Regions from separate parts of the Mus musculus genome. Here all the other regions are linked to region 1. The links are chromatin contacts, called in public Hi-C, HiChIP or PLAC-seq, Micro-C and promoter capture Hi-C maps. All regions are on one chromosome and are shown on one strand. The core of a region is the stretch at or near the end of the contact, and the rest is flanking DNA. Distances in the headings are between cores, read along the strand shown. Region 1 holds the start of Large1 (LARGE xylosyl- and glucuronyltransferase 1). Region 2 overlaps Large1 (LARGE xylosyl- and glucuronyltransferase 1). Region 3 overlaps Large1 (LARGE xylosyl- and glucuronyltransferase 1). Region 4 overlaps Large1 (LARGE xylosyl- and glucuronyltransferase 1). Region 5 has its middle 220 kb from the start of Large1. Region 6 overlaps Large1 (LARGE xylosyl- and glucuronyltransferase 1). Region 7 overlaps Large1 (LARGE xylosyl- and glucuronyltransferase 1).

The links. Promoter capture Hi-C pulls out the DNA fragments that hold promoters and counts their contacts. Hi-C and Micro-C count contacts between places; a contact is called where the count stands out from the background. HiChIP or PLAC-seq counts read pairs in DNA pulled down with a chosen protein or histone mark.
Region 2: an H3K27ac HiChIP or PLAC-seq map of embryonic stem cells shows a contact between it and region 1, with 4 times the contacts expected there. The contact joins the enhancer-like site here to the promoter of Large1 in region 1. A contact is called at or near these places in 1 of 39 promoter capture datasets (hippocampal neurons), 3 of 484 Hi-C or Micro-C datasets (cortical neurons, myocytes and pancreatic cancer cells), 10 of 115 datasets of contacts at active chromatin or transcription factors (bone marrow-derived macrophages, embryonic stem cells, forebrain and 2 more) and 4 of 9 other capture datasets (adipose tissue, embryonic stem cells, liver and 1 more).
Region 3: a contact with region 1 is called in a Micro-C map of embryonic fibroblasts, with 3 times the contacts expected there. The contact joins the enhancer-like site here to the promoter of Large1 in region 1. A contact is called at or near these places in 2 of 39 promoter capture datasets (the 3T3-L1 cell line and hippocampal neurons), 4 of 484 Hi-C or Micro-C datasets (cortical neurons, embryonic fibroblasts and pancreatic cancer cells), 6 of 115 datasets of contacts at active chromatin or transcription factors (bone marrow-derived macrophages, cardiomyocytes, embryonic forebrain and 3 more) and 1 of 9 other capture datasets (embryonic stem cells).
Region 4: a Hi-C map of cortical neurons shows a contact between it and region 1, with 2.7 times the contacts expected there. The contact joins the enhancer-like site here to the promoter of Large1 in region 1. A contact is called at or near these places in 3 of 39 promoter capture datasets (the 3T3-L1 cell line and hippocampal neurons), 2 of 484 Hi-C or Micro-C datasets (both in cortical neurons) and 5 of 115 datasets of contacts at active chromatin or transcription factors (bone marrow-derived macrophages, cardiomyocytes, embryonic forebrain and 2 more).
Region 5: an H3K27ac HiChIP or PLAC-seq map of extraembryonic endoderm stem cells shows a contact between it and region 1. The contact joins the enhancer-like site here to the promoter of Large1 in region 1. A contact is called at or near these places in 2 of 39 promoter capture datasets (stem cell-derived epiblast-like cells and trophoblast stem cells), 1 of 484 Hi-C or Micro-C datasets (cortical neurons) and 3 of 115 datasets of contacts at active chromatin or transcription factors (bone marrow-derived macrophages, embryonic stem cells and extraembryonic endoderm stem cells).
Region 6: a contact with region 1 is called in a promoter capture Hi-C map of hippocampal neurons, with 2.6 times the contacts expected there. The contact joins the enhancer-like site here to the promoter of Large1 in region 1. A contact is called at or near these places in 1 of 39 promoter capture datasets (hippocampal neurons), 3 of 484 Hi-C or Micro-C datasets (cortical neurons and rod photoreceptor), 3 of 115 datasets of contacts at active chromatin or transcription factors (bone marrow-derived macrophages and stem cell-derived epiblast-like cells) and 1 of 9 other capture datasets (adipose tissue).
Region 7: a contact with region 1 is called in a Hi-C map of the N1E-115 cell line, with 3 times the contacts expected there. The contact joins the enhancer-like site here to the promoter of Large1 in region 1. A contact is called at or near these places in 1 of 484 Hi-C or Micro-C datasets (the N1E-115 cell line), 11 of 115 datasets of contacts at active chromatin or transcription factors (the NIH/3T3 cell line, bone marrow-derived macrophages, cardiomyocytes and 6 more) and 2 of 9 other capture datasets (liver and pancreatic islet).

The regions. Positions count from the first base shown.
Region 1 is chr8:73,352,118-73,355,196 of GRCm38.p6, reverse strand. Large1 (LARGE xylosyl- and glucuronyltransferase 1) reads left to right here and starts at 1,657. Exons shown (of 15, transcript NM_010687.2): 1 at 1,657-2,731.
Region 2 is chr8:73,102,980-73,106,058 of GRCm38.p6, reverse strand. All of the region lies in intron 4 of Large1 (LARGE xylosyl- and glucuronyltransferase 1), which reads left to right. Among named protein-coding and RNA genes, the nearest start is that of Mir28b, 88 kb to the right of the region's middle. Within about 2 kb of position 1,643, at least 10 of the 459 cell types and tissues checked have an H3K27ac peak or open chromatin away from gene starts, as enhancers often do. A contact at or near this core is called in cortical neurons and embryonic stem cells, where this site is marked.
Region 3 is chr8:73,122,800-73,125,878 of GRCm38.p6, reverse strand. The region is part of intron 3 of Large1 (LARGE xylosyl- and glucuronyltransferase 1); the gene reads left to right. Among named protein-coding and RNA genes, the nearest start is that of Mir28b, 110 kb to the right of the region's middle. Within about 2 kb of position 1,593, at least 35 of the 459 cell types and tissues checked have an H3K27ac peak or open chromatin away from gene starts, as enhancers often do. A contact at or near this core is called in embryonic fibroblasts and pancreatic cancer cells, where this site is marked.
Region 4 is chr8:73,141,048-73,144,126 of GRCm38.p6, reverse strand. The region is part of intron 2 of Large1 (LARGE xylosyl- and glucuronyltransferase 1); the gene reads left to right. Among named protein-coding and RNA genes, the nearest start is that of Mir28b, 130 kb to the right of the region's middle. Within about 2 kb of position 1,421, at least 27 of the 459 cell types and tissues checked have an H3K27ac peak or open chromatin away from gene starts, as enhancers often do. A contact at or near this core is called in cortical neurons and forebrain, where this site is marked.
Region 5 is chr8:73,570,385-73,573,463 of GRCm38.p6, reverse strand. No RefSeq gene overlaps it. Among named protein-coding and RNA genes, the nearest start is that of Large1, 220 kb to the right of the region's middle. Within about 2 kb of position 1,478, at least 14 of the 459 cell types and tissues checked have an H3K27ac peak or open chromatin away from gene starts, as enhancers often do. A contact at or near this core is called in extraembryonic endoderm stem cells, where this site is marked.
Region 6 is chr8:73,160,775-73,163,853 of GRCm38.p6, reverse strand. The region is part of intron 2 of Large1 (LARGE xylosyl- and glucuronyltransferase 1); the gene reads left to right. Among named protein-coding and RNA genes, the nearest start is that of Mir28b, 150 kb to the right of the region's middle. Within about 2 kb of position 1,668, at least 54 of the 459 cell types and tissues checked have an H3K27ac peak or open chromatin away from gene starts, as enhancers often do. A contact at or near this core is called in adipose tissue, cortical neurons, hippocampal neurons and 1 more, where this site is marked.
Region 7 is chr8:73,199,811-73,202,889 of GRCm38.p6, reverse strand. The region is part of intron 2 of Large1 (LARGE xylosyl- and glucuronyltransferase 1); the gene reads left to right. Among named protein-coding and RNA genes, the nearest start is that of Large1, 150 kb to the left of the region's middle. Within about 2 kb of position 1,424, at least 9 of the 459 cell types and tissues checked have an H3K27ac peak or open chromatin away from gene starts, as enhancers often do. A contact at or near this core is called in the N1E-115 cell line, where this site is marked.

The DNA of each region.
Region 1 (3,079 bases), core at 408-2,907:
AATAAAATAAAACGATCTCTTTGTTTTCTGGGAGTTCTAGAACAAAGCTGTATGTTAGAGGAAGAACTGAGCTGCCTTCGAGCTAAAAGGCTTGGCATTAAACTTTGACACTTTAATGGCTTTTAGGATATTAGATACTATTTTACCATATAATGTTCTTTTCCGACACAATAATGGCATCAAACCCAGATACGATTTGCTATCCCTGCAACGTTCGTGGTAAGACTTATTCTGGTAGAGATAAGACATCAGGACCCCAGCATCGCAGTTAACTATTCCGAAGCAACCGCTACCTTCGGTTCGCATCCTCCAAGACTTAGGCTCCTACTGATTAGGTAAACAGCGCTGGGAACTGAGGGAGAGCCCCTGCTGGTGGTAAAAGGGGTCCTGGCTTCTAGAGAACGCAGGGAAGCCGAGAGTGTCGAGCAGGTCAAAGGACGGTCCAAGGGTGTAGGTATCAAGGCCAGAGCTGGGGATGAGGGATGGGATCAGAGAGGAGCTGGATCTTCGAATGCGAGATTAGAGTGATGCTCCACCTCGGGTAAGATAGTCAGCTCAGAGTCCCGAGATAGGAAGCCCTTTCTAAGGCATCCCACCTCTCTCCATCCTCCCCAGCCATTAAAAGACAGTGGGTGGGCTGCCGGAGGAGATAAGCGCAGGGGAAGACAGAGATTCAGTGGCTCCTACGGATTGGGGGAGGTGGGGACTCTGGGGGAAGGGGCCCCCAGAAGCCAAGGGACCTAGTTGAGGAAAAAACCCGGAAGCTGGATCGCAGTTTCGGAGCTCCGTCTTCCAGTGGGAGTAGACCGTCCGCTCTGGTCCTCTTTCTCACCCAGGCTCTGCTTCAGCCTCAAGGGAGGGTATTCTCCCAAGGGACATCCCATCCCCTTTACTATAACCAAATCTTTCCGCTCCTTCCGCAGTCCGGGCGGACTCTCCGCATCCTCACCTTCCTCATCAACATCCGGAGGCTTAGATGTCCCTTTAGTGGACGTTGAAAGCGGGGCTCTGAGCAAGAGTAAAATTAGAAAGGAGGTGCATCTATGCGTGTATATATGGACACAAAAATGTAGTTTCCTCTGGTGAGGGGGACCAGAGTCTTGCACAGGATTCTTGGATCCAGAATCCAAGCAAGATGATGTCAAACCGCTCAAATCGGGCCTCTTCACAGCTCTGGCTGCCCCATGACCGGTCAACCTAGGGGAGAGCCGCGTTCCCAACCGAAGGAAAAGCAGGGTAAACTTCCTACTTCCCCCCAAACCGTTATTTTGTAAAAGGAGTGGCACGGTGACCCACCCTGCTCGCAAACCGGAAGCAACAATTGCGAACTCAACCCGCCTCTCTTCACTCTCTTTCATCCAAATCTGGGGTAGCCGGAGTCCGGGAAAGAAGGGCGGGGAGCTCCAGCTAGCACCCTTTTCCCGAGACCCGGCCCGGGCTCCGGGCTCCGGGTGTTTCATCCGCCTGCGTTCCAATGAACCAAGGAGCGGAGGGAGGCGCTTGGTCGTAGGCGTAGCCTAGGCAGGGCGGGCACTAGAGACGCACATTCCTGGCGCTACCCATTGGCTGTCCATGCGATCACGGGGAGGAGGCGTGGCCCCGAGGCGGGCTCCGGTCCCGCCCCCGCTCGGAACCCAGCCCAGGATCGCGGTCCTTCCCCCTCGCCCCCCAGCTGCACAGACATGACACAGACACACAGTCACTGCAGCTGCCGAACGAGCCCGACGCTCTAAGCACGCGGCGGCGGCTGGACTAGCCTGGAGCTCCAACACCAGCGCCCGCCAGCGCGCTCCCACGCCGGTCCCCGCACAGCGATTCTCTCCCGGCCCCGCGCGGGAAGCGGGGATCGCGCGCCTGTCCGTTCGCGGCTCCAGGCTGCCCACAGCGTCTGCAGCGGACGAGCGGCTCCAAACCTGAGCGCTCCGGGAAGCCGGCGCGTCTCCAAGGTGGCGGCGGGGGCTGCCCGCCCGGGCTCCCCGCACCCATCGGGCTGCGTCCCGCTCGCGGCGCCCCGGCGGCCGTGACCTTCCAAGGAGCATCTATCCCGGCCCCGCGCCCCCGGTCCCGCGCCCCAGGCCCGGGCGAGGCCCTCTTCAGCGCCCGCTTCTCGCGGAGCCGCGGGCGGGCGGCGCAGGCCCGGGGGGTGGGGGGGAGGGTCACCGCAAGCAGCTACGGTCGGTCCCAGTGCTCGTTCGCCACGCTGGTCTCTCGGTCCGGCTGAGCTGCCTCCAGCCTCCTGCCTCCTGCCTCGCCTCTTCTCCGTGGCTGGGGCTGCCGGTGTACTTGCCTGGCCGGGCCGGTTGCGGGCAGGCCCTGCCCTGAAGGGGTTAAGCGGTCAGGGGCGCGGAAGGTGAAGCCGGCAGAGCTGCGGCTCCCCGTTTCTTCCTGGCGCTGGTTTCCCGGATCCAACCCAGGGCGGCCCCCAGGCCCTTGCCCATGCGAGGCGCCCAGGGCTTGGAAGAGTCCTTCTGGCGTAGAGCAGCTCTCGGCAGCCGCCTCGGAGGAGGAGAAAGAAGGGAGAGTGCTCAGTCCCGGCAAGGCGGACCTTTCCTATTGATATTTGGAGCCCAAGGCTGTCCCGAAGTCTGTGCTTGGCACCGTCGGTCGGTCGGGTTAGAACAGCTCCAGCTGGGATCTCCACCAGGACCCACTGCACTTAGTAGGCGTCAGTGGCACCACGCGGTTCAGCTCTTTCGGAGTGTACCTCTGCCTGGATGTAGTCAAGGCCAAGGTAAGAGCCCTGATGTGCGAGAGAACCATCGTGGGAACGCTTTAGTGAGCAATGCTGGACAACTTATCCAAACCTGTGGCTGGTACCCGGTGTGCTTAGGATGCTAGTAAAAAGGATGGGCACACCGTTTCTGACTTGGCTTTGAGTCCCGGAAAAGCAGGAGGTGGAAGACCCCAATCTCTAGTGTCCCCAGGATCTGTCTCAGGGCCTGACATGCTCTTAGGTGTACAAGATATTGATAGGCAAGAGCGAGTTGGTGTGTGTGTGTAGGGGGCAGGTTCTTAGTAACACCTGGAGGTATTGTTTTCCCGCCACCCTGGGACCCTTCCTGCTTTTCTTCGACGTTCA
Region 2 (3,079 bases), core at 394-2,893, 250 kb after region 1:
TGCTTCCTGTTATTTTTGTTGTTAAAGTTGGGATTCTATTCTTGTGGCTGTCTTCTTTTAGCTTTGTTTAAGGATTACTTTCTTGCTTTTTCTAGGGTGTTGTTTCCGTCCTTGTGTTGTTATTTTCCCTTTTATATCCTTTGAAGGGCTGGATTCATGGAAAGATATTGTGTGAATTTGGTTTTGTCATGGAATACGTTTGTTTCTCCATCTATGGTAATTGAGAGTTTTGCTGGGTATAGTAGCCTGGGCTGCCATTTGTTTTCTCCTAGGGTCTGCATAACATCTATCCAGGATCTTCTGGCTTTCATAATCTCTGGTGAGAAGTCTGGTTTAATTCTAATAAGCCTGCCTTTATATGTTACTTGACCTTTTTCTCTTACTGTTTGTAATATTCTATCTTTATTTAGTACATTTGTTGTTCTGGTTATTATGTGTCGGGAGGAATTTCTCTTCTAGTCCAGTCTATTTGGAGTTCTGTAGGCTTCTTGTATGTTCATGGGCATCTCTATCTTCAGGTTTGGGAAGTTTTCTTCTATAATTTTGTTTTAGATTTTTGCTGGCCCTTTAAGGTAAAAATCTTTATTCTCATCTATTCCTACTATCCATGGGTTTGCTCTTTTCATTGTGTACTGGATTTCCTGGATGTTTTGAGTTAAGATCTTTTTGCATTTTGCATTTTCTTTTATTGTTGTGCCCATGTTCTCTATGGAATCTTCTGTACCTGAGATTCTCTCTTTAATCTCTTCTATTCTGTTGTTGATGCTGGCATCTATGATTCCTGATATCTTTCCTACGATTTCTATCTCTCACTTGGGTTTTCTTTATTGTTTCTACTTCCCTTTTCAGGTCTTGGATGGTTTTGTTCAATTCCATCACCTGTTTTGTTGTGATTTCCTGTAGCTCTTTAAGGGATTTTTATGTTTCCTCTTTAAGTACTTCTACCTCTTTAGCAGTGTTCTCCTGTATTTCTTTAAGTGAGTTATTAATGCCCTTCTTAAAGTCCTCTACCAGCATCATGAGATATGATTTTAAATCCGAGTCTTCCTTTTCTGGTGTGTTGGGGTATCCAGCACTGGCTGAGGTGGGAGTGCTGGGTTCTGATGATGGTGAGTGGTCTTGGTTTCTGTTAGTAAGATTCTTATGTTTGCCTTTCTCCATCTGGTCATCTCTGGCATATGTTGTTATAGTTGTCTCTGGTTGGAGCTTGTTCCTCTTGTGATTCTGTTAGACTCTGTCAGCAATCCTGGGAGTCCAGCTCTCTCCTGAGTCTCAGTGGTCAGAGTACTTTCTGCAGGCAAGGTCTCCTCTTTCAGGGAAGGTGCACAAAGGTCTGGCATTCAGACCGGCCTCCTGGCTGAAGATAAAGGCCCGAAACAGGGCCTGTCCCAGAAGATGTGTTGCCTCTGCAGTCTGAATGTTCACCTTCACAGACTGGTCTCCGAGTGACCAGGGACACAAGATGTCTCTCTCACCTGCTCTGGAGATCAGAGCCCTACCAGTGGGACACCTCTCCTCTGAAGGGGAAGGTGCCCAGATGTCTGGAGCCTGAAAAGGGGTCTGTCCCAGAAGCTGTGTCACTTCTGCAGTCCTCACTCTCACCTGTGCAGACTCTAAATTTCTAAATTTCATCAATAATGGTTTCTGGCTCAGAATCCTCCCCAACCAAGCTGTTGTTAGTGTTATTTTAAGCATGTTAATGAGTATGTAGAGCTATCTCATTGTGCTTTTACATTTTGCATTTCTTTGGGGATTAATGGGATTGAGTGTCTTTTCATGTGCTTATTGACCATTTGTAAATCTCTCTTGAAAAAATGGCTATTCAGAGCCTCTCCGGGACTTTTAATTGGCTTACTTGTCTTTTTTTGTTTGTGTTGTAAATGATCTTTATCATCCTCACAAATCCCTCATCAGTTACTCACTAGCAGATATTTTTCTCCTACTCTTGAGTAATGTTTTTCACTTTATGTCCTCCCAAGCACAAAAGTTCTATTTATTTTCCTTCCTTCTTTCCTTTTTTCAGCTTCAGCAGCACATAATTATTCCATGTGATCCTGGGCCTTAGGGTGCTGAGATGAGGGTGCTAGGATAATCAGGCTCTTGAAGGAACCTTCCTTTGTATCTGCAAGTGGACTTCTGTACCTTCCACATTGTAGTGAGCAGGGACAACCAGTTTTTGTCTTGTTTTGTTTTTTGTTTGTTTTGATTCAATGAAGTCTTGTTTATCCATGCTCTCTTCTCTTCTTTAGATGCCAAATCCGAGTGATGTGTGTGATTTTTGAGAATAGCATAGACTTTCTTGACTATTTAAGAACTCAACTTGTGGATCTGGGATGTCTGAAGATCAGACAGTTTTCACCATAGGTACCCTAAGCCAGTGTTGTCAGAGTTTATTTTCTCATGCCTAAGATGTATAAGGATATAATGGGAAGCAAGCCAAGGCTGAGCAGAACAAATGTACATTTATTAAGGAAAAATGATTAAGAACTCCTGACAGCAGGGAAGTAAAACCTTCTTGCTGTCCTGCCCCAGTTACCGTAGCAGCTAGATTGACATTGAAGTACCTTTCTTGAGACTGAGCATTTTTAGTACCTGAAGACCTGAACCTGTATGGAGTTCACATAACTTATACAATTTCTGTCCATAGAAGCAGAGTTACTCTTCCTTCTGTAAGAAATAAGTTTGGAGTCACAAAGAAATACACCACCACTTCAAATGAAGTATTTAGACAAGGCAAAACTATAATCTTGATGATGTGTTTATAAAAAGATAAAGAGAGAGAATATCTTCTATGGAATGTGTGTGATAAGGTATGGGGGAAGAGGATGTCTTAGCAGGCCCATGCCAAGGCATCCTTTCCCTCTGAGGGACCAGAAACAGGGTGTTATAGTATAGAATAGAGTTTATTCAGGGAATGGGGAGGGGGATAGAATTAAGATGGTAGAAGAGGCAGAGAGGGAGAGAGTAGAGAAGTAGAGGCTGGTCATGAACACCTGGATCCTGGCGGAATGGAATGGGAAAGGGAAGGAAGAAGGGAAGAGCTCAAGATGGCAAGAGAGATGAAAGAGAACAAGAGAGA
Region 3 (3,079 bases), core at 344-2,843, 230 kb after region 1:
GCATTTTCAACAAATGGTGCTGGCTGAACTGGCAGTTAACATATAGAAGAATGCGAATTGATCCAGTCTTATCTGCTTGTACAAAGCTCAAGTCCAAGAGGATCAAGGAACTCCACATAAAACCAGAAACACTGAAACTTATAGAGGAGAAAGTGGGGAAGAACTTTGAACATAGGGGCACAGGGGGGAAATACCTGAACAGAACACCATTGGCTTGTGCTGTAAGATCAAGAATCAACAGATGGTTCCTCATAAAATTGCAAAGCTTTTGTAAGGCAAAGGACACTGTCAGTAAGACAAAAAGGCTATCAACAGATTGGAAAAACATCTTTACAAATCCTACATCTGATATAAGGCTAATATCCAATATATACAAAGAACTCAAGAAGTTAAGAATCCAGAGAACCAAATAACCCTATTTTAAAAATGGGCTACAGATGTAAACAAAGAATTTTCCACTGAGGAATATCTAATGTCTGAGAAGCCCCTAAAGAAATGCTCATTCTATTTTACTTTTTCAATGGTCTGCTCTAGAGTTTTTCCACAGCAGCTCTACCACTTTACATCCTCACCAGCAGTGAGCATATGTGCTCTAGCTTCTCCATATTCCCACTACACGTAGCAAACCTTACTGCTAGGGGGAGCCTGCATCCTCTGAACTTATTGCACTGAACATTGAAAGGATGTTTCTTCTGGTTTCTTCTCCAGGGAAAAGCCAGGTTCTCTCCTAACTCTTCTGAGGTTTAAAGGGTCTAAGCTGCATCTGCTCATTTTCCTCAGTCTTCCTCCAGTGTACCTCTCTTCTAGGAAGCCTGTCTTGTCCTTCCAGGCATCATGCCCCTGTAGTTCAGGTTCCGTCCTTTCTGCCTTCAGTGCTTTTTCCTGAGTCAAAAAAAAAAAAAAGGGTTGATCTCTGCAGTTAATTTTTTAGATTCAGTTTTGCTGGCTACTTTGCTTTTAAAATGTTGAACTCTCCATATGCTTATTTTTTGCCTTTCTAAATTAATTTTTTTAATATTATCAGCTTCTCATTCTATTATTTAGTGTGCCTAGTCCTTCCTCAGACTCTATATGCACATCTCATAATCTGCAGATGAACAAGTCTCATAGAAAATGCCATGGTTGCTTATAGTCTATAGACAATGTAGTCTATGCTTTAATACCATCTGAAGATAGTATGCAATGCCACCATAAGCTAAGTTTTATGGAAATATTTGTGACATTGTGATATTCTGAAAATAATAACAAGAAAAATGGACTTGTTTAGTCCAGGTGCACTTTTTTATTTAGGCTATACCCTATCTGCTGCTCTATGTAGATTTTGCAGGTGTGGCATATGAATGCATAGCATTTTTGCTAGGTGATTTTCTGTATTTTCCCTGCACTAGAATATAAGCTAATGGTGTCAGGATAGATAGTTGGTCTCTTTGTTCTTTTATTACTGCCTTAGCACCTACAAAAGAGTCTGGCAGGTTGAAAGCCAACAGTCATTATCTGTCACATTTCCTGGTTAACATGTATAGACTTCTTCTGGGTCAGTACACTCATATAAATACCTTGGAGTACAGAACAACCAGCATGAATCAGTGTTGGGCAGAGAGTCCACATGTCCCAGACATTCATAGGCTGAATGTATTGCTCATCTAAGTATTGCTCAGACAACTTTGATCTCCTGTGAAGTTCAGCCTTATTTTTAATGTTTTCCATGCAGTATGGCTGCTTTCAGAACGTGAGAACATCAGTTTTGAAGCAGCCAGTAATATGGGCTGGGCACGAAGGAAATGAGAAAGCTGGAGCTGTTTACATTCCTTCCCTCCTCGTGTTTTACTGGGCCTCACAAGTATGAGTGTTGGAGGTCATGTGGAGATACTCCTGCAAGATGAATCATTTCTGGTCTTCTACCAGGCTCTTGGGCGGGGGGCGGGGGGGGGGGCCCTCTAACTCTATTTCACTTCATCAAGCCTCTAAAGAATTGGCCACCTGAAGTGGGAGGCATGTCTTCCTATATTTTAGATTCAAAACAATTTTGTGTGTGATATCAGGGTTTAATATTTAGACCAAGTAATCCACCTATGATGAAAGACTCCCAGAGGAGAAAGGTGGCCAAAAGTTCATGTGATTTTTTGTTTGTTTGGTTTGGTTTTTTTTTCCAGTAACATCAGTAGCAATTGTTTTTCATTTTGTTACCCATACAGGTATTTTTTGAGGCAGGTTCTATCTTAAGGCATGGCTTTTGTTCCACCCCTCTCTAAGGCATTGGCTGGCTGAACCCTGGTACCTTGGTTCACTGACTTACTTACCTCCCTAGTATGTTACTTAAAAAAAAAAAATTTAAATTAAATTTGGAAAACAGCAAGTTAGGGAAAATCTGTGTATAAGAATTTGAACCCTCAAGCCAGGCGGTGGTGGCGTATGCCTTTAATCCCAGTACTTGGGAGGCTGAGGCAGGCAGATTTCTGAGTTCGGGGTCAGCATGGTCCACAAAGTGAGTTCCAGGACAACCAGGGCTATAGAGAGAAACACTGTCTCGAAAAAGCCGAAAAGAAAAAAAAAAAAAAAGAATTTGAACCCTCATTTTGTAGAGGCAGTTGCTAAGATATGAGGTTCCATGTGATGTGCCCAATCATTCACTTTTACCTGCCTTCACTTATGAGAAATTAAAGAATTGAGGAAGTGGAGAAAAATGTCCCCATTTTTCTCTTTTCATAGACAAAGCCCAGAGCAGCTTCTTCTTTATGTTTTTGGAGATGGACATGCTGTGCCACAAATGCCTGGTAGACCTGAGGGGGTCCCAGGTGATATATGTTGCAGGAGACATATAGCTTCCGTCTGGCCATAACAGTCCTTCTTCTTTTCCTTTCTGACATCTCCCTGCATACATTTCCCCTCCATACAGTAGCTACCCTGGGATGCGATGCAGACACTGTGTTTACTGCCATCAGAGCCCCAATGGCCAACCTGATCTAATTTTCTTTTCCTTTTATATGTACAGAATCCATCATAGTCCTGGCATATCAGGAAAGGCCAAACCTTTCCAAGTCTGAATCCATCTTAGAGGTTCTAGAATAAAGTTCACCTT
Region 4 (3,079 bases), core at 172-2,671, 210 kb after region 1:
CAGTACACCCTCATAGAAGCAGGAGGAGCGGGAATGGGATGGGAGGTTTTGGGGGTGAACTGGGAAAGGGGATAACATTTGAAATGTAAATAAATAAAATATCCAAATTTTTTTAAAAATGAAAAAAAAGTCTTTTACATTTAAACTGTGCCTTAAGAAACCCAAGCTACCTGTGTTTGGCAGTTTCTTTGTGTGTTATATAAAAAGAACCGTGTGGAATTTCGGGCCTTTGGCATATCCTGATAGAGAAGTCTTCTGCCCCATAGCAGAAGATTGGAAAATTGATGCATGATTAGATATTTCCATGTTATAAAGTAAATTTATGACTCATGTACGATGACTCCTAAAGAGTTCTTTTCTCCATTTTTTAGAAAAAGATGGCAGATTATCATGGGGGTCACAAACTCAATCAAGGACAAAGAGAACCATGGTTGATACTTTTATTTTTATTTGTCCTGCTTGTCTATTTCTTTAGACTATCATGAGTATAATTTTAGGTACCCATTCTTGTTCTTGTGGCTTTCTTACTACTCTCTGAACTTTTAGAACCTTCAACTGACACTAATAATTTGAAGTTCCCAATTTTTCAGGTCAAGTTAGAGGATAGTGTCCTCTTTATCTTTTGGGTATGTTGGCATCTTCTGCTGCAGTATACTTCTCTAGAGGAGAGCCATGCTCTTCAAAGATGTTCCTCCTCATAAACTAAGGTAAAAGTAACAGAGGTGAGCCATTAGGTCTGAGGGACAAGGTGCTGCTGGCATTTCCAGTCAACTTATTCTTCAGTGCTAAAGCATCTCCATGGACAAGGCAGAGATTAAAAGCCTCAGGAACCAGTGGCAGGGATGGAAGCTGTCTTGAGGAATTCAGCCCTGTCCCATGATACACTGAGTCAGCCCAGGAGTATAGGGGACTGGGTGTGTGGGGTATGTGTGCATGAGTATGCACCCAGCCTGGTAATGACCACCCTCATAGCTACTCATTGTAAAACACATCCTCTTCAAATCTCTAGAGAGAGGTCTCTTATGTGAACTCTGGATTTTGATAAAAAAGTATATTTTGGGATGTAGGATTTATTTTTGTTGAATATCTGGCTTGATTAGCATGGAGCAACACATGCAGAACAGGCTGGATCCCCACCCAACATCCTCCTCCTCGTGCTGTACAATCAGGAAGCACATTCTCTCTCCCATTGTGGCTTCTGTGGGAAGTGTGCTTTACATATGCAAATATAAGCCTCTAGTTTCACTTAATAATTATCAGCTGGAGATTCTATTGATGAGCAGCTGAAGCAGCTGAAGCCACTCATCAGGGAGGAATCTGTGAGTTTAACCATTTGTGGGTTCCCTTGGAGCCTGCTGCCTCAGATAAGCTTCTGAATACTCTGGTGATTGCAGACCTTGAGCTCTGATTTTCCCCATTCACTTCTGCCTGGCCTGAATCTGGCAGCTGAGCCTCCATGAACCCTTTAGTATCCTGAGCTCATTCTGCCCCTGTTCAGCCTTCTCTTTTCTGTGTTAGAGGCTGGATGGGCAGAGGGAACCCAGCTCTGTTTGCAGCACCAACATTGCTTATAGCTCTACAAGTAATGGCCTCTTCCTCTTCCTGAAGTTGCTTTGCCCAGGCTGCCACAGCTTCCAATTGAAAGTTCATGGAATGCTCAGGATGGCCTGGTTAGGATTTCAAAACCCAGGCATCCTTTTAGCTTCTCTTTTCCGTCTTCTGCCACTGTGCTCACCATCTGGGGTGTCTCATAGTCGACTCTCTCTGTCACCCTCCCTTGTTGTTGCTGAACCTGGGTGGAGTTAGAAAAACTCTCATTTAAAGCCCTCCATGTTTGTCATTTTATAGGAATTTCTTCACTTTTCTGATTCTTAGTGAAACTATCCTTCCTCAGATCTCCGTCATATGTTTAGTGAGACATGTTCCCACCTTGTTACTGGGAAGTGCAGCCTTTATTTCTGATAAAAGCTATCTAGAGGCAGAATGTGGGATGAAATATAGAAAGACTTACTCTTGGCAGGTTAACTAAGCTCAGCAGGCTTCTGTTTCCTTCTCAATATATGAGCAATACGACTTGCTACAGAATTGAGACGTTAAATTGGGTTATGTGTTAGATTTATCTGGGCAGAGTGGACAGTCAGTAAGAGAACTGCAATGCCTATCCTCATGTCCACTGATTCTAGTAAGTGGACAGTTGTAATAATTATTTCCATTCACATACATTCTTTATTTTTGATGTTGAAGCCTGTTGCCTAGTATATGGTTGTTTCTAGGTCATGGAGATAGCATGGTGGATGAAATAGGACCTCAGTAAACCCTGATACTTTTGAATTTATCCTCCGAAGGTCCAGAGAAGCAAAGGAGAAGGGGACAGAAACATTCTTATTGGAGAGCAAGCATAGTGATGCTTGTAGTGGAAGATGTGCCAGGTGGGAGAGAAGGACCCAGGGCTTCAGTGTGGATGTGAATGTGGGCATGGAGAATGCACTCAGGGCTTCTGTATGGGCATGGGCATGGTCAGTGCTCCAAAAGTGTGTTGCCAGATGCTTCTCTGAAGAGTGGGGTTCAAATAAATTCTTACTGAAAAGGTTACAGCCAGCAGCCCCTAGGTAAGCATTGGTAGAAAGCATCCAGAAAGCCCATACAGCAGACACAAAATGCACACAGGACTACATTGAGGTCAGAATGATAGCTGGAACCAGGTAACTGCTTATGAGTCACTGTAAAGCTCTTGGGTCTAGCTTTATGTTTGATGGAAAGGAACTATGGAGAATATGATATGACCTGATGACTATGGTTGAATGTCATCTGTCTGTGCATGGCAGGTAACTGAATCAGGGTTAGATGGTCATTGGGAACATTTAGGTAAGAGTGATGTGGACAGAAACAGGTGAGAGCAGCAGCTTAGAGTATGTTCAAGGTGTAATTTAAAGACAGAATGACTATTTTGATGCAGTCCTGGAATGCTTTGTATGGGCCATGAGGAGAGGAATTCAACGCAATGTTGCAACAGGAATAATCATGTTGTTGTCAACCGGAAATGCTTTTCAACAGCACAGTTTCTGTCCCAACAGGTCAT
Region 5 (3,079 bases), core at 229-2,728, 220 kb before region 1:
GGCATGGTCAATCTCTAAACCATGCAATGTTCCTTCAACCAGAGGCTGGCCTGGCTTTTTCCATATGATAATTGTAAAGCTCTCAGAGAATAAATGGAGGGAACCTTCCAGGCTGATGGACCTTTGGTTGAAATCAGGAAAAGTACAAAGCAGGTCACAAATACACTCAATAGTCAAGAGTAAGGCATGTGGACATCTCTGGAAAAAAAAAACTGCATTGCAACAAACCAATGGTACTTGAAGGCATAGAAGATTGATACCATCTTCCTAATCAATCTATCACACACTCTTACAGGTAACAAACCAACTCTCACCTTAGTCAGTCATCTTGTAATATCTTTATTGCTTCTTTCAAAAAAACTAAGATACCTGACTTTCAAACATATTTCTTAGTTGAAATTACATGTAAATCTTTTTTTGTTTGGCGGGGGGCAGGGGTTCAAGACAGGGTTTCTCTGTATAGCCCTGGCTGTCCTGGAACTCACTTTGTAGACCAGGCTGGCCTCAAACTCAGAAATCCACCTGCCTCTGCCTCCCGAGTGCTGGGATTAAAGGCGTGCGCCATCATGCCCAGCTACATGTAAATCTTTACACTAATTATTTTTAAAAAATAATTTGAGATCAAATACAAAAGAAACCTATTTTGTATTTATTAGCAGTAAGTGTTTTATTAGTCGTGGATATAAGTAAGATAGAGTTCAACTTACTTCATACCTTAGAGTCCAGGAGCTTCTGAGAACTTAAACTTATTCTGACATGCCTGTCTTGAAATAAGAATATAGAAAAAGCTTAGACACCCACTGTGACTCATTTATTTAATTTATTATGGTTCAGTGTAAAATGCAGTAAGATTCAAGATACTCCTTGTAGGTTAGAGTAAAGAAAACTCTATTCTAGAGTCAGAATATGTGAGAATTCAGCAAAGGTGGGGAGTGGGCAGCAGCAAACACTTCTGAGAAGACCAGAGTTCCTTCAGTGACAGTAGAAAGGGCTCATTCGTTCTGTAAAATGAGTTGAAAAGTTATAAGTTGAGAGACCTTTCATTGAATTCTGACCCAGAATTAATAAGGCTTCCTGGTCTGAAAGAACAGTCATTCTAGAGGGAGAGGACAGTAATCAAAAGTTAACAATAGAGTGGGAAAATGTTTTGCAGGAGATTATTGGTCTCCTTAGGATGCTTGCTTTCTGTGAAAAGAGGAGAAAACAATAAGACTTCTGCAGGCTCAATAGTGAGTGGAAGATAAACAGCCTTGCTATCAAAAGAGACAACTGGGACACATTGTGGTAAACTATTGCTTCCTCTTAATTTTGGTTTTAATTTTATGTATAGACAACCATAGTGTGTTTCAAGAGTAATGGAGGTAGACAAATATAGGAAAGAAGATCCTCTTCTCCAAACAGAGTCCCCTTAAAGGATGCTGCATGTAGGACGTGCAGGTTTGTTTTCTTATGGAGTATAGCTGATTCATCCTCTGAGGCATGAAGAAAAACAATGGTCACATTCTTAAACCAATATCTGAACTTGGTACCATGGGGTCTAGAAGAGAAAATCTAGAGACTGGTTGTGTTAGTGTGTGTGTGTGTGTGCATGTGTATATATGTGCATGTGTGTATAGATGTTTCTTGCTACGTCCACTCCAGTAGTGACACTTGTGACAGGCCCCAAAAACCTGGACTCAGTCCTGAGGCAAAAAGTTCATGGAAACGTAGTCTCCTGGAAATTTGGCATTCTCATAGCTAGAATGCCCCAGATTTGTCCCTGTAATAGTGTGGACAGTCTTGCATGCTTTCTTACAGTATTTTACTGGATAAGAGTTAGAAATCTCAAAAAAAAAAAAGAGTTAGAAATCTCAGGGTAAGCTTAGCAAAGTATACTTAGAATCATTATAGTTATGTATGGCAGACTACATTACTTATTAGTAGAAAGCCCCCCCACACACAATCACTTAGAATAATAGCCGAGCTACTCCCATATGCAAGAATTTACAAAGAAGAAGAATTATCTAGGAAGAAGGAAGGTTGTGTTCTAAAAAGGAACTAGAGTAAATACTTAGAACTATAGATAGCTGAGTTACACCCATACACAGGAATTTACAATGGCCTAGTGGGGAGGTGGACTATACAATAGACTAGAATTGGAACTATGGCAAGGGCCTGAAGTTCTTGCCCCTGGCTTCTAAGATTAAGCCGACCTTAGGGGCTGCTTTTGATTCCAATTGTTAACATTGAATTTTATCCCAGTTGATTCCTGTTAGCTTTTTGTATGCATTCCTCTGTTTTTATAATACTGGTGCTCACTTTGAGACAAATTGCATTCATACACCACACTCCCTTGTGCTTGTGTCTGTTTGTCACCCTTTAGTCGCCAACTCCTTGCCCACCTGTAACCAGAACCCCCCAATTTCTTCCACAGATTGAGGCAGGCCGACTGGGGCCAGTCTGTGTTAGTTTCATGTGTGTGTGTATGTATGTGTGTGTGTATGTGTGTGTGTGTGTGTGTGTGTATTTATGTGTGTAATTTATGAATTTGTGAAGGGCAGAAGAGAATATCATGTAAACTGATCCTTCACTCTCCATCTTATCCCTTGAGACAGGGTTTCTGGCAACCAAAAAGCCCAGTGTCCATGGTAACAGCACTAGGTAACAAGTGTTCAGTCATGCTAGGATTTTTGTGTTGGGGCTGAGATTTCAAACTCATACTTGACATGAGTAGTCATGCTTGGACAGCAAATGTTCTTATCCACTGAGTCATCTCCTCAGCTTTATTTTCAGAGAGTCTCAAGGAGAGTTTTAAAATTTTTTGCTGACAAAATAGGACAGACTTATTAAGATTGGGAATTTCCAAAAGAGCTTTGCCATATACTGTATATGATATGTGTTCTGGCAGTGGATGAGAGAAGTTGGATTATATAATGTCCATGGGTCTCCATTTACTAATAGGACAAGACAAAATATCTCTCTTGAGATCTCTCATGATTGGGCAAAGAGTAAAGCACTAAGATGAGAGGCAATTGCTGAGCAATTGACAGGAAGATAGGGAAAGGTGCTAGCCAGGAGTCAGATCCAATATCATTCAGAG
Region 6 (3,079 bases), core at 419-2,918, 190 kb after region 1:
ATGCGTCACTGTGTTCTGGGACTTAGATTGCTCAACTGACAGCAACATGGATAACCTTTCCTACCTTTCTCACATCCAAGAAGCCCAGCCTTTCTGCACTTAATTCCAGATGCTTAGCCTTGATTTGGTGCAACTGAATTATGTACATATCTAGCCTTGCTCCGTTTTCTTCTCGTTATCCTGTGATGCCGAAGGTCATGGCAGCATTGCTACCAAAACAGGCTGTGGCATTGGGCACTATGTAAAGATGGTGGAGCAGAGAATTTTACATGCACATGTGGAAATGTCACAGTGAAATCCCATTGTATAAGTAGCATACACTAATAAAAGTGTGTTACATCTGAAAGAGTTACTACTAAAGTGCAAATTTCAAATTAGCAAGCACAACAAACCCCATAAGCATTTACCATAAGCATTTGAGAGGTAGCCTTGTCAAAGAAATGTGTGGGTGATCTGTTTAGCCAAATTATGCTCATATTTAGTGAAATATTGACATTTGTATTATTGTACAATATCAATGTTGGAAGTGCTTATTCTAAAAAATGTTTAAGTATTCTTGACACTATTCTAAAGGGTTTATACATGCTGTCTGGATTAGTCATCACCCATAACCTGTTAGAAGAGGTACTGATATCATTCCCATTTAACAGAAGGGAGGTGAGGCCTAAAGCTTTTATCAAGCCTGAAAGCACAAGGCTGACAAACAGCAGATATACCATCCAGACTCTGGTAATCTTGCCATGAACCTCTGACTTCTGAGAACTGAGGGTATGAATTAAGATTTCAACTTCTGCTTTAATGGCTTCCCACACAAATAGTTAATGACCCAATCACTTTATTCCTTATGAGGAGTTTGGGGGAGGGGAAGTTTTGACAACTTGTTTAATATTTAGATGTTTTCCATAGCTCTTTGACAGTATTTGTGTGTGTTTAATTTTTTTATTGAGTTTTTGTAAATTTCATATGTACCACAATCCCACTCATCCCCCAGTGCCTCTATATCTGCCCTTGCACCCCCAAGAAAACAAACAAACACAAACACAAACAAACAAACACAATAATAGCAGCAGCAACAACAACATCTCACCAAGGAAGCTACATGTGTTACTGTGTGTCTCAGAGTATACCCTTTTGCCCAAACAGCTTTACTTGCAAATGTTCATTGCATTGAGTCATTAGTTTGGCTACAGGCCTCTAGCTTCTGCAATACTATCAGTATTGGGTCCTCACTGGGACTCCTCTCGACATTCTGTTGGTTGCTTTGTGTAATAGAACTCTTGAAGCTTTGGTTCTGGAGGACCAGTTCAAAGTTGGGGTAGATGTTTGGGTGGCCAAACTCAAAACCCTGGATTTGGGCCTGAGTGGTAGCTGAGTTGGTCAGCCTGACTGCTCTGCCAGGAAACTCTCTAGCATTCATATCAGCTGCACCAGCTCTCCAGCACTGCCCCAGGAAGAGGCATGTCAGCTTACTTGAGTACAATAGGCAGCAAACCTCTCCCTACCTCTCCTCATTCCCCTACATCCCCAGCCTATACCCCTGTGCTCTAATGCCCTTGGAGCTGGCTTTCCCACACCACTAGGGCCTTTTCTACCGTGGTGCTCAGGCAAGGTGTAGGGCAGGGCCTGCTTTCAGGAGTGATACAGCTAGGGAGAGGCGGGGCCAGTTTACCCACCCTCATGCCTTAGCGCCAGCTCTCCCACACTGACTAAGCTAAGGGTGGTGCCAGCTCTGCAGAACCCTGGCACATCAACATGGCCTCAGGTGGCAGTCTAGAACAGCTATTGTTTACATGAGCCACAGATATCAACACAGACCCCTGCAGGGCCATGGACTTAAGGATGACCCTCCAGAGCAGCATGGAACAAAGATTTACCATGGCCTCAAATGGATCACAGGCTACTCACATTATCCTCAAGATAGATTTGTATCTAAAACTGTCAAAGAGTGGTGAGTGGGGCAGAGCATGGTAGAGATGTCCCTTTCCCCCCACACTCAGGCCCTTCATTCTTCAGGCTATTCATTACCCCCTTGAGTTTCTCCTCCTTCTCTTCCTCCTCTTCTTCCCCTTCTGCTGCAGCTGCTGCTACTGCCTCTCTTCACTGTGCACACAATATTCTGCTTCACTTTCACTTTCATCTCTCCACCACTTAGATGCTTATCTAGTGGAAGCTGGGCCTCTGAGTGTCTTAGGGGAAGGGTCTCTAGCACTCTCGGCACCCCCACCACTCTGACAGTTTTAGATACAAATTCACCTTAAGGATGTATGAGAACAAAGTATACCATTTGAAATGTAAGTGCTTTTTCAGCAATATAAATTATGAAGCTGGCAAATATAGTTCATTAAATTGAGTGTAATTAAAACTGTGATATTTTTAAATTAACAAGAAAAACAGTGGTGAAATTAAGAAATCTACATGTGTCTTCATAGCGTCCTCTAGCTGATAACTGAGTGGGTGGTTGCTGACAGTATTGGTAACATTGATATTCTGGGTTTCAACTGCATGATTGTCACACTTCATCTAAAGGATGCTTTGATTTAATTTCTGCAGAACAGGCAGATGACATTTCTAATGACCAGCATATCTCTCCTCCCCGCCCCCTCCTTCCAGCATATGACAGTGGGTATTTTGAGAAGCCATCTGAACTGAAGTAATTATTCATCTTCTGAGTTGTGTCTCAGGGAGATAAAGTCAGGATTGTTCCTGCTAATCCCAGGGACGAGCTATGTTCTTTCACACTCACAGGAACACATCACTCTTTCCAAAAGCCTGAAGTCTATAAGTGGGAACCCAGAGTACAGAGCCATGGTTGAGATTGTTTATGACTTCTCTAAAAGTTTTCATTGTGTGGAGTGGTATATACTCCAGACTGGGTAGGCTGCTTATACCCAGTCTCTGGGAGTGAAGATAAGAACTTATCTGTATAGATTTTACAACAGAGGTCTTCCTGAGTGTCTGTATAGGCTGCTCAGTGGTTAAGAGTATTCATTCAAGTTTGGTTTCCAGTACCTTTGTAAAGCATCTCACAGCAGTCTGTAGCTCTAGCTTCAGGAAATACAATTTCCTCTCTGTCCTCTGA
Region 7 (3,079 bases), core at 175-2,674, 150 kb after region 1:
CAAGAATAGAGTCCAGATTGGCAAGTGTACAGTTTAGGTAAGTTAGCATAAGGTATAGAGTCTTATAGTGGGTACCAGTTTTTGGTTTTGTTTTTGTTTTTCTAGTCCTTTATTAATGGCCTTTCCTCCACACTATGTTAACCCAGCTAGTACAATTAGCTTTTGTTTTGCATGTGAGTAAATAGCCCCTCTGGGCCTTTGTGCTTACCAAACTGCTGCCTCATGAGCTTTCTTGTGACCTGGTTGTAGCTTGTCATTACTGTTGTCACCTGTGTCTCTGCCAGTTCTTTAACCTTTAGTAAAAATGAAGGCAGAATTAGGCTTGCTGTCTCCTTCATTCATTCCTACCCATTTATATTTCCACACCCTGTTAGCACTCCCTTGAAGAAGAGGGTTGGGGAGGACCTGAGACACTGTACCTGTTGTCATTTATGTCCTTTCGGCCATTTGTGGGCCAAGTGACCATGTTTGGAGAAAAGTAAATTACTCTAATTAAGGGACCAGCTGTGTGAGAACTTTAGAGAATGATAGAAAGTCTGTTGGGGCTGTGACTGGGTCGACATATCTGGTTTTCGTCCCCATGCTGCCCTGGAAATGCTGTGCAGCCTATCTTACCTGTAATCTCCACCTCCTAAACCAAAAGTGCTGCTCACTACTTGACAGGAAACGAGAGAGCTCCATGCCTCACAGAGCGTAGTCCCAGCATCATTTCAGATCTAGTGGCTCCATTGAACCCATGCTCCCAAGCAAATCTGCCTCAACTAGTCAACAAATTAGAGGTAAGAGTCCTGGGGGAATGCCAGATTTCTCTTTGCAGACTGTGGCCTTTAGAGCATGGCTGTTCTGCTCTGTGGCTCCTGCAGAGGGCACTACTGACCCCATTTCATAGAAATCTGAATTTCCTGAATGGAGCACAGCCAGTGATGGTAGTCAGAGCTTGATGTGATAGAAGCATTTTGCTGGCCCTGTTAGTGCCATTGAGCTCATTTAGTGATGTGCTATTGAATATGGGCTTCCCTGTTCATATGGAAGGACACTCCTTGCCATCCATTAGGGATGGAGAATAACCATTTCTGATGCAGCTACTAAGCTTCAGAACTATGAGGTGGATCTCCCAAGATTATTCATTTAACAAGCACAGCCAGGCATCACTGTAGGACCTGGTGCTAGAAACTTCACACCCCAGAGTGTCCCTATTTCTCATGAAATTTATCTACTAGCGGATGCAGGAAGATGAAGTGTTGTCTGCTGTCTGCCAAGAGGGCAAAGCAGAACTGGAATAAATAGGCTTCCCGGGACTAGTGTCCAGATGATAGTGCCAAGAGTTAGTGTCACAGCTCTCAAAAGAGAGGTGAGGAGGTTTGGGCAGCCTGTGCCGGACAAGTAGCTGAGGTTTCCCTACAAGGATGGTGCCAGTTACACCAGTGGCAGGGGCATGAGCCTGCTCAGCCAGGAGAGGCCAAGATCCAGCAATGAATGGTTTGGGAGAGAGAACTCTTCCCCAAGTGTTACAGCTCAGTCAAACAGCCACTCTCAGACTAGCCTCAGTGAAATAACTTGTGGGCTTTATTCCATGTGGGTAGGGACTGTATATAACATTGAGGAGTAGGGTGGGATTTAGGAGCAGGTGTTTCCTATTGGCTCAGATTGAGATGTTTGTGGTGCTCTATTTGCATAGGGAAGGCCTCCAGGTGTTTTTCCTATATGAGTGACTGCCATGGTCTTCTCACTGGGATGTCATGATTACATGTTCCAGAGGAGGTACAGAAATGGGTAGGAAGTGGCTAGACTCCTGCTGATCTCAAGTCTATGAGATTTCCAGGGTCTGACCTCACTCAATCTTACCAGTTCTTTTCTCTGGTGTCATGGCCCACCTGCATCCCAGTGAGGCATGGACATATTCATGGTATACTGAATAGTAAGACAACAGTGGTATCTAAACCATGGTGGCAAGATGAAGGACCAGTGGCATGGTGAAGGCCAGGTCAGGCATGAGAATGGGCAGTACTGCTTTAATAGGATGGACAGGTCGCATGTCGGAAGAACCAGGTAGAAATGAGAGACCAATCATGTAGCTGGAAGGAATAGCAGAGTGTTTTGTTTGTTCCCCTGTGGGAGGGCTGGTGGCTAATGAGAAGAGGTTAAGGAGTGGTATGAGCCCAGACAATGGAAGGCCACATGCAGAGCTGGACTGTGCCCTCCTTGTCCTTGCCTCTCCACACAAAGCTTCTTCCTTTGTAGCCAGTAGTTGGCTTCTGCTGCTGTGCGTAGGTAAGAATTTGAGGCAGCCCTGTCCTATAAGGAGACCATCTAGATCTCTGGTTCCTGCATTTCCTGAATGAGAATATCCTGGGACATTTGCCTATTTTATTTACTTCCACCCACCCTGGGCACTGAGGACAAATCAAGTGTTCTGTTATCCTTGTTTTCTGGCTAGCTGGTGAATATGCTTTTGGGTAGGTTATTGTGATTCCCCTCCCTATCCCAGCCTCTTGGCTTTGCATGCCATTCTGATCAGCAAAAAGATGTCTTCACTGATTGAGTGCCTGCTTGCCTCACCATTGATGCCTCAGTCTATCTCACCTCTGCCTGCAGAACCTTGGTCTTCACTGAGACTCTTTAGCTTGTAAATGGTTTGTACTTTTCTGTTAATGATTTACTCTATATAATTCTTTTGTTTTGTTTGGTTTGGTTTGGTTTGGTTTTTCGAGACAGGGTTTCTCTGTATAGCCCTGGCTGTCTTGGAACTCACTTTGTAGACCCGGCTGGCCTTCGAACTCAGAAATCCGCCTGCCTCTGCCTCCTGAGTGCTGGGATTAAAGGTGTGTGCCACCACGCCTGGCACTCTATATAATTCTTAATGGCTATCTTCAGAGCCTTTGAAAGACTAAAGTGACATGTCTTCTTAATGCAAGGCATGACTGTTGTTTACTCTTGAGTCCAACATGTTCATGTGGTGACCACCACTGTCCTTTGGTGGCCGCAGAGTATTGATTCCTCAGTGGCCCCTCCTCCTCTACTGAAGTTCCATTTCTCACATGAAATGGCACAGTATTTGCTATAACCTACGTTTGTCCCA